2 separate regions of the Arachis hypogaea genome follow, and region 2 is linked to region 1. A link is a contact called in public Hi-C data. All regions are on one chromosome and are shown on one strand. Each heading gives the region's core, a stretch centred on a gene start, on an enhancer-like site or on the middle of the called end of the contact. The rest is flanking DNA. Distances are from core to core; before and after follow the strand shown.

Region 1 (7,372 bases), core at 1,309-3,808:
ATTTTTAATAAAAAAAAAATACAACATATAATAAAAATTTTTCATTTTTTTTATTCTTTCATAGTTTTATTATCTTTTTTATTTTATTTCCTAAAGATATAATATTGATTTCCTTCCATAGTTGCATCAACATATTTCTAATAGTTTTCCTTTTCGTAAACATTCATAACCAACCTGAGTCTCACATACATAAACAAGTGACTACAATAGTAAGACTCATTTTTACGCTGAAACTATATGTCTTAAGAGTTTCCCTTTTTTTTCTTAAGGCCGTTATTTTTTTTTTATTTGTTGATTATCAGAATTTCATTAAAAACTAATGAAAGGTCTGCTGAAAATAGTTTTTGAGATCAGTTTATCCTATAAATTTGTGATTTTTTCTATTTTTTTCTATATATTTTTTACTTTAATAAATAAAATAAATATAATATTTACTAAAATATTTTTTTTTTTTAAATTTACCGATTTAAATTCCCTTACCATATCTCGTTTACGCATTGTCATCTTGTTTACATTATAAACGAGATATGACCCGTGCGCGCCTATATATAGAAGTTGTTCACGGCCGACTTCCGGATCCCAGTTTGACTTTGTCAACATCTTTCTCTCATCTTTTAACCATTTTTGACTATACCTTTGACCCAAACAGTGATGGCGCGCCAAGTGGGGAATGACGGGGATATAACAGGCTGAACGAGACGGCACATTACGCCGGGGCGGCCGACTTCGAGGTTAGTTTCGTTATGGTTGTTAAATTTAATGATGTTGTCATTGTTAAGGTAGTCATGAAGATCTGGAACGTTGGTAAATAATTTAGGAGTTAGACATGTATTGTTAATTTAGTACTCTATGCGCTTGTATTAGGTTGGTATGACATAAATATTATTAGTTTGGAACTCTGATATCCCTGTGCTATGTTGTTAGTATTTATAAATTTAATGCCATTATAGTATAACACTGTTTACATTAATAAATTTTGATATTTTTTTCTTAGAAATTTAAGACTTTATTTTGTTGTATTATATTATTTAATTTGTAATAAAAGTAACAATAAAAATCATTAATCTAGAGAATTTTGAGAGATAAATATTATCAAAAGTAAAATTAATTTTTGAAAATGTTAAAAAAAATCTATAAGTTATTAATGATTTTATATAATTTAAAAATTATTTTTGGTTGTCATTATTCAGAGGCTTCGCCTTCTACTTCCCCAACGAGTGAGCCATACTTTACCTCCACCGGACGCCATCGTCCCGTATCTGACTGAGGCCGGATTTGGTGACACAGTGCCGCTTAGGGATTTTACTTTTGACAATTCCCTGATTTCGGCACTGGTGGAGCGATGGCGTCCAGAGATGCACACGTTTCATCTTCCGTGGAGTGAGGTCACTATCATCCTGCAGGATGTGGCATACCACCTAGGCCTACACGCACACGGTAACCCCGTCGGAGGTGCCTCCGTGACTTTGGTAGGTGGTACACCACGGAGACGTGGGCGTTGGTGGAGCAGCTCCTTGGTGCCAGGCCTCCCGTGGCAGCACAGCAGGCGGCGTAGAGGAAGGAGTCATTCACCCTGAAGCTTGTGTGACTACGGGATCGTGTCCGCCAGATGCCCCAGACAGACGATCCCAAGACCCTCCGACAGTACGCTAGGTGTTATATCATGTTACTGATCGGAGGGTATCTGATGACCGACAAGTCCAACAATCTGGTGCACCTTCGATGGCTACCTTTGCTCCGGGACTTTGCGGAGTGTACAGCGTTTTCCTGGGCTCGGCTGTGCTGGTCTGGACGTATCAGTCCCTTTCTTTGGCGGCTTAGTAGGGCGTCACGGATATCGCTGGCTGTACTCCGTTGTTGATGTCCTGGATTTATCAGAGATTCCTCCAGTGGTGTCCACCAGATAAAGGCGTCTATCGATCAGTATCCGCTGGCTGCGAGGTGAGAAATGTCTTTTTATGTATTTGAGTTAAATAATTTTGTTAAATCTTTTGGTATGTTAATTAACAAACTCTTGAATCGGGTCATGAAATTCGTAGCCATGTGTCTGATACAGTAAGCATGGAACGCCCTAGGGGGATGCCACCCGCTATCATCGGCTCCTAGGGCGGCCTTGATGGCCTGAGATCTGTCAGATATAACCAGTAAGCCGTCTTGTGGAGTCACGTGGTGCCTCAAATTAGTAAGAAAGAACGACCATGACTCGGTGCTCTCAGACTCAACAATGGCAAAAGCAATTGGCAGTATGTTGCTGTTGCCGTCTAGCGCCACCGCTATAAGCAACACTCCACCATACTTACCATACAAATGCGTGCCATCTACAGAGACGAATGGCTTGCAATGCTTGAAGGCCTCAACATATGATGGAAAAGCCCAGAATACTTTGTCGAACATGCAGCAGTCACACACCACGAGGTGTCCTTCGTAGTACGGTTTGACGCGTAGGTCACATATGGTGCCGGGGAAACAGCTTTGTAGTGCCTGAAGCAGCTTCGGCACCTTGTTGTATGACTCTTCCCAATCACCGTAGATCCATGCAATTGCCTTCTGCTTTGTCATCCACACCTTTCTGTATGACGGTTTAAAGTGATAGCTTGTCTGGACCGCACCTTACAACACCGGGATACTCATAGACGGGTTGGACTGAATCAAGGGCAATATGACTCTACAGATGAGACTGCTATCTAACTGACAATGGTCTTGAGACATGGTGGGTGCCAGACAGCTGTGTGGTCCACCAAACCTCCGAACCTCCCTAATGACAACAAAAAATTTATTCTTACAAATCATCTATAAACAAAATAACATATCATACAAAACTACTCAAATTCACAATTAAAGTTGAACATACCAGTATCCGAGATTCTGACGAAGGGCCACACGAAGGCTCCATTGACACCCACTATCGGCTTGACGGCACTGCACATGGTACTTTAACCGGTCGGACTCTATCACCCGGTACTCAGCACTCCTGTGAATACTGTAGTTCTTCACATCTTGAAACACCACTTCTCGGCTTCTGAACTTGTGTCCGACCCGAAACTCCACACCGCCGACTAGGTTGTAATCCACTCCACAGGTGTCAGAAACCGGGATCCTCATGCATGACGTCCAGATCTAAACTGTGATAGTGACTTGGCACAGCCGATAGCGCCGAAATCGGGTGAGGTGGAGGTAGCACATGGCACGGCACAGCCCCTGCAGGTGTCTCCGGCACAAACTCATCCTCATTGCCACCATCGGAAGACTCACTGTCTCCACTGTTCGCCACGTAATCCTCGTCCGACTCCTCCTCACCCTCCTCTGCCTTATGCTCCGGAATCGCGACATGAATGGGCGGTGGTGCGAGAAGTCGGTCGTCCTGCACATAGGTGTCCTGTGCGGAACTCCCTCTACCACTGTGACCCACCTCGGCGGACAGCTCCATTACCTGTTCACACATGATCCTCCCATGAATGTTGAACATCAGTCGCACATGCTCGTCCCCGTGAAGTCGGAAATGTCGAAACCGGAAGACTCCATTTCCCATGGGTGCCAACAACATGTACGCCACCCTTCCGATTTCCCTCGCTTGTGTCCCACCAACCTTGCTAAATATCAAACTCTTCAAATCCGACAACGTCTGCACACGCTGAGTGCGAAAAAATATCGGATCGTGACACTCAAATGTCACCCCGTTGTCGCCATTTCTCATATGACAATTCGGATAAAGAAGCACAACTATGAATGGATTGTTACTGGCTATTCAACTTTGTTTTTGAGAGAAAAAAGAGACAGAGAAAGGATATGAAATGTGTGTGAAGAATACCAAGGGTTACACATCCTTTTATAGATGCTGAATATTTTCTTATATATATATATATATATATCGTTTACAGTGTAAACGAGATATAGCAAGAAAATTTAATCGGTAAACTCTCTAAAAAATACTTATTTTGGTAAATATTACATTTATTTTATTTATTAAAATAAAAAATCCCTCACACACTCGTTCGCTCACATACATTAAAAGTTCTTCTCTACCATTATCCAGCTATTACTGGAAATCAAGCCTTCGTATGGCTACGTATGAGGCAAATAGGTTTGTCACTCTTATATTGTCTTAGTCAATTCACAAGTCATGATTTGTGAAATAATATAAACTGGTGTTCTAAAAATCGAACTGGACTGGCTAGATTGTAACAATCAAAATTTATAGGGGTGTTCATGGATCGGATCGTATCTGCAGATCCGCAGTAAATATTCGCATCCGATCCAAAAATTACGGATACGATCCGATCCGCAGATTGATTGGATCGGATAGGATTCGATCCGCACTCTTTACGGATTGGATCGTAGATATCTGCTCTACATCCGCATATCCAATCCGCGGATCCGCAGATCTGCACAATAACAATTAAAAATAAATAAATATATATATGTTTGTTATTATATTTACTTGTTTGTTTGTTTTAGTTAGTAATTATTATTCATATATTGTATTATTTTATTTTTGTTATTTAGGAAAAGTTTGATTAAAAATATTTTAGGAATAAATAAGTTTAAAATTGTGAAAGAAATATTTTTATTAAATTTTTTACATATAAATATGATTAAAAAGAGAAGGTTCAATTATGTGGATATATCTGATATCCGATCTGATCCGACACTAAAAAACGCGGATATCATATCCGATCCGATCCGATGGGAATTGTGCGGATCGGATCAAATTTTCGGCCATATTCAATCTGATCTGATCCGCGTAAACCCCTAGAAACTCAATTATCTAGCTGGTTCAATTGAGGTATAAAATCGTCTTGCAAAAAATTAATCTAAGAATCAGCTAAACCAATGATTAACCGATGAACTGTCGGAATCGGCCGAATTTTTTTAGGGTTACCGGTTCGCTTTTGATTTCCTTTATATATATATATATATATAATGCAACCCAGTTAGCTACTGGTGCAGAATTTATAACCCACATACTAACCGGCAAGTGCACCGGGTCGTACCAAGTAGTATCTCAAGTGAATGAGGGTCGATCCCGCGAAGGTTGATGGATCAAGCAACAATGATTGAGTGATTGGCTTAGTCAGACAAATAGAAAATGGTGTTTTGAGAGTTCAATTGCATCAAACAATAAATTCAGAAAATCAGAAAGCAAGAAGTAAACGGGTTGTGAAATATATGGAGAAAATAGTTAAGGTTTCATAGATATTTATTTTCCGGATTAACTTTTCTTACCAACTAGTTTAATCATGCAAGATTCAATTCATGGCAAACTATATGTGACTAAACCCAATTCCTTAGAGACCTTTTTAGTCTCCTCTAACCTTCATCAACTGCCAATTCCTTGGTCACTTGATTCCAATTAAAGGGTTAAGCTCAATTCTAGTTTATATGCCACAGAAATCCTAATTACCCAAATATAAGAGGATTATATGTCACATATCCCGTTAAGTCCAAATAATTAGAAATTTAGGAGAAATTATTTTCAAACTATTGGTCAAGCAAAGAGCTTTTCTAAGTTTTACAAGAACTCAAATAGAACAAGGGTCATACTTCCGTTCCACCCAGATTCATAAGATAAAGAACGAAAACAATTCTTGAATTTGAAATCAATACATGAAGTAAAATAGAACAGTAATGGTATTAATCCATAGAATAAATAAAGCTCCTAACCTTAACTGTGGAGGTTTAGTTGCTCATGGTTCAGAGAGAAAACTAGGGTTCTGAAAAACTATAAAGTGCCGAATGAGGTAAGAAAAGGAGAGATCCCCAATGGCTGATTCTTTTCCCTTTTATATCTAGTCCTAATTAATGTAAAATATATTTTCTAAAACTAAATAATATTTTTTCCTATTTGTGATTAAAATAAAAGTTTTAATAAAAAATCTAAATTAATCTTTGAATGCATCTTTTTCTTTGGCATGGGGACCATGGCTCATCATTGTATTGGCGCCTGACTTCACATTCAGGTGTGGCTGAGGTAGTGTGAATTGCAATGCACGTTCTTCTTCCGGAGCCTAACTTGGTGAATCCCAAGTTATATATCGTTGGAAAGCTCTAAAAGTTAGCTTTCCAATGCTACTAGAATCACGTCAATTGGATCTCTGTAGCTCAATTTATTTCTGTTCGAGTGCGGAGAGGTCAGAGTTGACAACATCATTCACTTTCTTTTCTTTTTCTACAGAAACTCCATCAAATCCAACCGAATGCTACCTGAAATAAACAGAATTGTACACAACTCAAAGTAGCATCCATAGTGCCTAAAAGATATTTAAATCTTGATTAAACTTAGCAATTCAAATGCAAATTCACTAGAAAAAGATAGAAAAGATGCTCACGCATCACAACACCAAACTTGAACTGTTGCTTGTCCTCAAGCAACCAAAACTAATATAGTCTTAGGATGTGAATTTGCACGAGAAATGAGTGTTCAATTAAGCTCCTGTATCTTCATAAAGTGGGGTTTATATACTACAATCCTGAATAATTTTGGCATCTCACTATCCTTTGAATAAAAGGAATGTCACTGTAATTCGGAATTAGAATCTGAATAATATTATGAATTCTCTAATCTTTTTACTTCGGATTAATCCTTGAACATAACAAAATTTCTTTCATTCTCTTTTCTTTGGTGCTTTGCACTTTGAGCCTAGCCGTGACTTTAAATGCTTTGTCTCACGCTTTACTTGACACAAAACACCACAAGCACTTAATTGGGGAACTCTCTTTAGTTCTGATTTTTTCCTTCAATTACTCCCAGACAGTAGTGCTCAAAGCCTTTGGCATACTCTGTTAAATGCACTTGATCTCGATTCTTAGTGCTCTGTCTCAAGGATTACTTGACACATTTACACCACAAGCATATAGATAGGGAAACAACTCTTTGAACTTTTAATCATGTCTGACCTCCCTAGTCATTAATGCTCAGAACCTTGGACCTTGCTTTTATTTTTCTTTTTGCTGTTTCTTTTGCTTCAAGGATTAAGCTTTTGTTTACTTCAGAGAATTCATAATAGTTCTCTAAATTCTTGTTCCTCATACATCAACATTCTTTGATTCAACTTCAAAGATGCACTGTTCATATCATACATTCAGAATCACAGATAATACCACCACATTTAACTAAATAAGACTACTCTTTAATAACAACTCAATTTCTCATGCAAACATCACATCTTTTCATTTTCTTTTTAGATTCAAGCTCAGTGAATGGTACATGAGACATCTCTTTAATTAAAAGATAAATAACTAAAATTTCAAAATAACAGAATTAAACTAGAACCTAAGACTTAGAATTACTAAAGATCATGCAGACATTCAAGTAAAATAACAAAAAATAGGAATATAACATAATCAGAACGGAAGAAAATATAGAATAAAAGGA
Region 2 (7,372 bases), core at 3,289-5,788, 160 kb after region 1:
GGTTGTCGTGTACAGGATCCTCAGACGGGACAAATCATCGGGACTGGATGTAAGGTTAGAAGGTTGTTTGAACTCGAGAATCTTCATATTCCTCCTGTACCAAATCTCTATGCTGCTTCTTCTCCCTCTACCCTCCACTTATGGCATCAGCGTCTTGCCCACACCTCCCTAGGAAAACTGCGTCCTCTTGGCTCTCAGGGTGTTTTAGGTCAGGTTCCAAATGAATCTTTTGATTGCATTTCTTGTCAAACTGTCAAACAACCTACTTTATCTTTTCACAATAATTCATCTCTTGCTTGCTCTCCTTTTGATCTCATTCACTCTGATGTTTGGGGCCCCGCTCCCACTGCCTCTATGGGCGGAGCTTGATACTTTGTCGTTTTCATTGATGATTATTCCCGTTTTACTTGGGTTTATTTGATGACTAATCGCCATGAGTTACCTCAGATCTATATCAACTTTGCTACTATGATTAAAGCTCAGTTTTCCAAGGTCATTAAGGTTTTCCGACGTGATAATGCTATGGAATACCGTAATTCCAAACTCTTAGCCTTTCTTGCAGAATAGGGTACTTTGTCTGAGTTTTCTTGTCCTGGTACATCTCAACAAAATGGTAGAGCTGAACGCAAATACCGTCACATTCTTGACTCCGTCCGTGCAATGCTCCTTTCTTCTTCGTGTCCTGAGTGTACTTGGGGTGAAGCTATTCTTACTGCTGTTCATATTATCAATAGACTCCCTTCTTCTGGTCTTGGTAATGTTACTCCCTTTGAGCGTCTTTATCATATCTCCCCAGATTATAGTTCTCTTCGAGTTTTCGGTTGTGTATGTTTTGTTCTTCTTCAACCTCATGAACATAGTAAACTTAAACATCGGGCTCGTATGTGTTGTTTTCTTGGTTATGGCACTGAACACAAGGGTTATCGTTGTTAGGATCCTCTCTCTAAACGTATTCGTATATCTCGTCATGTTGTCTTCTGGGAGCACCACATATTTTCTCGATTCTCATCCTTTGAGTCGATTCCTACTACTTAGTCACCTTTGTTTACTAACCCCAATGTTGATCTTTTTCCTAGTGATGATTCTACAGATTCTATCTCAAGTGACCCTCCACAGCCTCATGTTCTTCCGCCTTCTCCATCTCTCGATGATTCCAGACCGGACGATGATACACGATAGTTAAATATTTGATTGAAATCTCTCTTATTGAAGTTTTATATTATTGTGTTTTTTTTTTATTATTCATTATAAAATAATTCTTAGGCATTGTAAGAACAAAATGAGTATTTTTACTCTATGTGACTATGTCATTTCAGTTTTGATACATTAATAGCGTAAAGGGTAAATCATTTTTATTATTTAAAACTATATTATAATATGAATAGAATAGAACAATAATTATTCCTATTTGCTCTCTCTTCAATATAATATAAGTGTCAACCAGCGTGGCCCCTAGCTACGGTAGCTTGTTTAATGCATTTTGATTTTGTGTCTATTTTGGCTCTTGGACAGAACTATAGGGTTCGGTCCATCTTCGATATTCAAATAACATATATGACCTTATACCTAAGTTTTTGGCTGCATATGGTAGGAAGCGTGTCATATATATATATAGTACGTTTATACCTATATAGTTTGAGCGCAATATTGTGTAACAACAGACGCATGCATTATCTTAATAGTTTTATGCAGGATTAACAAGGAATTATATATATCTGCTATATAACAGAAATCAGCAACAACCAACAAAGATTAGGTTTAAGAGATGATGTTGATCCTTCATATATACTAGATACAGTGAACCGTAGTTTGAATTCTTGCCTAGAAAAATTAAAGTACCTAACACAGAAACAGAAGCGTTTCAAATAAGATTTCTTAAATGGGAAATAATAAGATTAAATTTGTTAAGTATTGATGGCTTGACATAGTTATATTATTTAAACAGTCCAGTTCATCCAATATGTATGTACCAGATTCTATGCTAATGCTACGTCACGTATCACGGTGGTCAATTAAACGCTACCAAATGAGAGTTTTAAACTTGCTATATATACATGGAACAATGTTTTGGAATCCATTTATACCTTATACTAGACTGGTGCTTGGTTTGTTTCACCACTAATTTTTCCCTGGCCTCTCTCTTAAATGCTGGTTTGACTTTTATGTATAGAATATTGGAAACTTGCATTGCTGTAGTTTAAACATCGTACTTGATCATAAGCGCAACAAAATAAACACTCCGATTGGTAGTTGAACATGCATCATTGCATTGGTTGGACTATATGGTCATAATGGAGATTAAAATAGATCTCTCTTTTCTAATGTATTAGGGAACGTAAAGTTTCCGACTGAGAAGGCACTAATAAACAGCGACGAGCGTTGGCTCAAATGATTTAAAGGCGACGCGGTCGAGCCTTTAATTTCTATTAATTGGAATTGGAATAAATTAAAGGCCAAGTAGTAGTACAACTAAACTAACGCGTTTTGCATTGGTAACAAGAATTACGAACTCTCAGCTCCTCTTTTCCATTTTAATATCACATTCAGCTACAGAAATCTCATTCAAGCTTTCCATATTATTTCAACACTACTACTTCACGTACTCTTTGTCCTATCGTTTTTATAAAGATTCAATCACCTAAGATAGGGTTCTTAGTCAGTTTCCATCCAGCTGTGAACAGATATGCCTACCATATTTAAATTTGAACCCAAATAATATTATATATTGAATACTCTTGATATTTTCGTATAAAATAGCATTATAAACTGTTAGATAATTTAAAATATTTAAAAAATATATTTATTTATTATTGTATTACGTGTCCATTAAAATTAATCGCTAAAATTAATTATGAATATAAAATATATATTAAAATATAAATACACATTAAAAATAAATTAAACTATACATATATTTATACATAAATATATTAGTAATTAATTTTAATTTTGAATAATATTTTTTATTTATCTAACCGTTCATAACATCACACCTTAACGGAAGTATCTCTCTATATTACAAGCTGATTTAGTGATCAAATGAAAATAGAAAAAGCAAATAAAGACTAATTATGAATAGGCAGAAGTAAAATAAGCCATCCAAGAAAGAAGAAGATTATTATTTACATACACCATAAGTAAAAATTAATTGAAGTGCAGAATATACTTTAAAAACAACAACACCACATTCATTAATAAGAACAAAAAAAGAAAGCGAAAACTATTGTGATTCATCATATAGTTCATAGACAAGTCTCAATGAAAATTAGAGTGGTCAGAGAAATTTGAAGATACATATTCCCTCACTTCCCTGGCAATCACATCCCTCATCACATCCCAAAACCCTGAACCCACACTAGTCTCCGGCGAGGCTCGCTGTTGCTCCGCCTCCACCGCACCGCTACCACGATCAATCCCAGGCGGGGCAAGAGTCAACGCAGTCAACGGGTCATCCTCCAAGGGCAACGTGCAAGGTGGCAGGGCCCCTGAAGAACACGAGGCTCTCTCGTTTGTTGGCGCCGCAGCAAGAGAAGCGCAAGTAGCGTGAACTCCGGTAGCACTACCACCGCGACGTTGGTCTCTGGCCCTCCGCTTGAGAGTGGAGTTCCAGTGGTTCTTTACAGCGTTATCGGTTCGGCCCGGCAATAACCTGGCAATGGTGGCCCATCTGTTACCGTACTGGGCATGGGCGGCGATGATGGTGTCGTCCTCGTGGGAGGAGAAGGGACGGTGCTCCACCGTTGGGCTTAGCTGGTTGCACCACCTTAGTCTGCAGGACTTGCCCGACCTCCCCTTTATGTAGCGACTAATGAGAGTCCAGTTTCGTGCCCCGTATCTCTCCACCAAGCGGGTCAGGATCCGGTCTTCTTCTGCGCTCCATGGACCTTTGATCCTCTCGGGCCTGTTGGGATTCCTTTGCGTTGACTCCGACGACGAAGAGTCCGAAGAAGAAGCTGTGCACGATGAGCTTCTATTATTCAATGCTTCCATTATATCGACTCCACTGAAACTACTATTCAGTTTAGACTTATGAGTGATTGTGTAGAGCTAGAGTGGTTTTGGGATTAGCAAGTGCAATGGGCAAAGATAGTGTTTATTAGGGGGTTTATATATGTAGAGAGAGAGATAGAGATTGGTGTGTGTATGTATGTGTGATGTGAAGGTGCATGCAGGTTGGAATAATATTATAATAGTAATTAAGAAATGTGCGTGTGCGACTTGGAAGAAGGGGAAAAAGGGATTAAGGGTACTTCCAGGAAAGTGGCTTTGGTTTTTGTACAGTTGGTGGGTGTGGACTCTGGAGGCTTCAACACTGGAGGGTCTAACTACAATGACTCTCCACTACTCTCTCCATATATATCCTTCTTTCTTTCTGGCTGGCATACTCTTTGACCATTTTGTCCTCTTTGAAATTTCCTCAACATCTTCATTCTTTTCTTTTAATTTATTTTGTTTTTGTATGTTGCTTGCAATGCATTGCATATTATATAGAGGAAATCCATTCATATTTAATATTGTCATTACAGTTATTAATCCGTCATTTTCTGTTTGTTGCCTTCTTTTGCACCTTGTATCATTGATGATCACAGTTAGCATAGCATCATTTTGGGCACACTCCCACTCCGGTGAGGATTGGGTTTCTGGATTTGGACTAATCAAGTTCGCATATATTTAGTCTAAATTAATAAACCAAGAAAAGACCCTAGTATGGAAAATCAACAGCTGTCTAGAGTAGACAGATACTATTTATTTAGGGACGAAGCTATGTAGGGACAAGAGGATAACATTAATTGAGCAGCATAAAATAAAATCATTCTCGTACTAATAACTAGGCTATCAATATTCGGATGGTAACTCAATTTTTTTAGTTTTCTTAAAATACTTTCTAAAATCATTTTAAAATAAAATTTTGTACTAAGAGAATAAATAATATCTTTATGTATTTATTTTATTAAGAAACTAAAAAATAATAATTATTTTAACCAATGTTCTTAAGACAAGATAACATTGATAAGTAAATCATTTATTACTATGCTATTATTACACGTGGGCAGAGAATGGTTAAATAAGAAAATTGATAAAATGAAAAAAAAAATATAATTACTATTAAATTTTTAATTTTTAACATATATACGTGTTATTATTTTAATTTAAAAATAATTAAATATTTACGTTTTTATTTTAAAAAATTTTGATCCACTTAATAATATATATATTTTTTTAGGGAAGCATTTAAAACATGACAGGAGAGGTCGAGCTGTTGAACACAGAACAAACGTTTTCTGAATTTTTAATTTAATAGTATAGAATTAAAAGATTGAGAAAAAAGGTAGAAAAGAGGGTCTAAAACCTTTTTTGACTGCTTTTGTTTGTTTGAGATCTTATACAGCTGTAATGTAAAAGCATATCTCCCAACTCTATCTATAAACAACCAATTATCAATGGAAAAAAAAAGAAGTGGAGTGTTCTGCGGCAATATGTTACAATAAAAAGCATAGCCTCTGCTGTGACCCCTGCTGTTATAGTATTTGAAATATCTATTAATTAAGAGGTTTACGTTGAAGTAATAGAAAGATTAAGCATTTTAAAATACTGATCGGCCGAAAACATTTGAAAGTGAAAGAGTAAAAGAAAAGGCATAAAAAAACTAAGCAGCTTGGAAATACTACTTCAACGTCCTCCACGTAGGAAGGGCCCGCTACCAGGCTGTAAGAATCTCACGTGATTCAAGTTGAATCCCTTTGACTTTTTGCTCTAATGTAGCGTTTATCCGGTCCCACACTTTCTCCTGGAGCGTGACCTCACACTCCAACCCCACTGGACCCAATCCATTACCACGTCATTCCATTAATTCTAAAAAATGAAAAACAACCAAACAAAATAGCATTTGTTACGGGTATCCTGTCTTGTTACATTCGTCAAATTATATTCGGTTGAGTTAATACAATCTTTACAAGCAGGAGTAATATTATTGTTGGGAATAGTTTGATTTGAAAAACAAATTTGAAGCAGGTAAAACACGCGCCTAAAATATGAGTATGATGATGAGGGAGGGAGACATGATGGCAGGGGTAGCCGCCCACGTGGCAAAAATAAATGGTATTTTGGAGTGTTGTGGGGAGAGGTGTAAAGAAGGGAAGCAGTTGGGCAGTTGATAGTAGCCAGCTGGCACCAAACTCCAATGCACCGACTTTCTCTTGTTCTTGTTCTCAATTTTCAGTTGCAAATGGAATATTAATCCGTTCCTGCACTATATGGTTGCAACATAACCCTCAAGTGACTCAACCAATGCTAACAAACCAGACCACACCATATATAGTGTGTCTATGTGTGATTGCATAGGTTATTACTTATTACTTATTAGTACTACTATCTATATAAATAAATGAAGACAGAAGACGGTTCGGACTACAATAATTCGGGGTAGAGAGAGGCAGTTGCATGGTGGGACCTGGAATCGTAGAGTGAATGGATTTCATTCATGCAGATTTAAAACTCCTGTGAGGCGTGTGAGAGTGATAGGTAGCAAATGGTGGGTCCCACTGTGCCCCCCTCCAACCTATTTGCCGGTCCATTTGGGTCCTACTCCATTCCGCGTGTCCTCCTGAGACGGTCAACCTTGCTGCTCTATTTATTACTAACTTTGTTAATCGAGTCCGTTTAAATAAATATTGATAGTTAATTAATTAATAATAAATTATTAAATAAAATTTAAATTTATAAAAAATTAATTATTAACTTGTTAAATTAAAAGTATCGTGAATAAAAAAAAAAAATTTAGACTCAGTAATTTTGTTAAATTTTGACTAGCATGTAATCAGCAAAAAAAAAATAAGTCATTAGATGAAATTTCACACCAATTTCACACTATTAAAATCATCATTGATAGTTATTTGATGGCTACAAATCACAAAAATTGCTGGCCCCTAACATTCATCATAAAAAAAATTAAAATTTTAATTTAATTTTTAAAATATGTTTATATTATAATTTTAAATAAATTAATTAATTTTACAAAAAATTATACTAAATCTTAATATTTTACAATTTGAATTTTATTATAATTATTTTTATATGCTTAATTTTTTTTTTTAATTTCAAGACTCAATTTTTTCTATCTAATTCTTGTCTTTTCCGTTGTCTTATTTTTGCTCTTACAAATTCTTTTGTCTAATAATATAACTTCTCTAAGGGCTAAGCTATAAACATTTAAAATTAAATTCTATACTAAATACTGTGTCGGTTTATAATTAACATGATATGCACAACTTGTTTATATTTCCGTCTCTGCTGCACTTTGAAACAATTGTCTCTTTCTTTAATTGGATAACGTAAGTCCACTCAGATTCAAAGTTTACAGGGTGGAATAAAA

Evidence for each region. Hi-C and Micro-C count contacts between places; a contact is called where the count stands out from the background.
Region 2: a Hi-C map of an unstated tissue shows a contact between it and region 1, with 4 times the contacts expected there. The contact joins the promoter of LOC112766377 here to the promoter of LOC140180698 in region 1. A contact is called at or near these places in 3 of 8 Hi-C or Micro-C datasets (leaf and an unstated tissue).

Annotation. Positions count from the first base shown.
Region 1 is chr17:117,942,041-117,949,412 of arahy.Tifrunner.gnm2.J5K5, forward strand. LOC140180698 reads right to left here and starts at 2,559. Exons shown (of 1, transcript XM_072221976.1): 1 at 1,957-2,559. The coding sequence starts at 2,559. The coding sequence ends at 1,957.
Region 2 is chr17:118,103,765-118,111,136 of arahy.Tifrunner.gnm2.J5K5, forward strand. LOC112766377 reads right to left here and starts at 4,539. Exons shown (of 1, transcript XM_025812270.3): 1 at 3,092-4,539. The coding sequence starts at 3,990. The coding sequence ends at 3,256.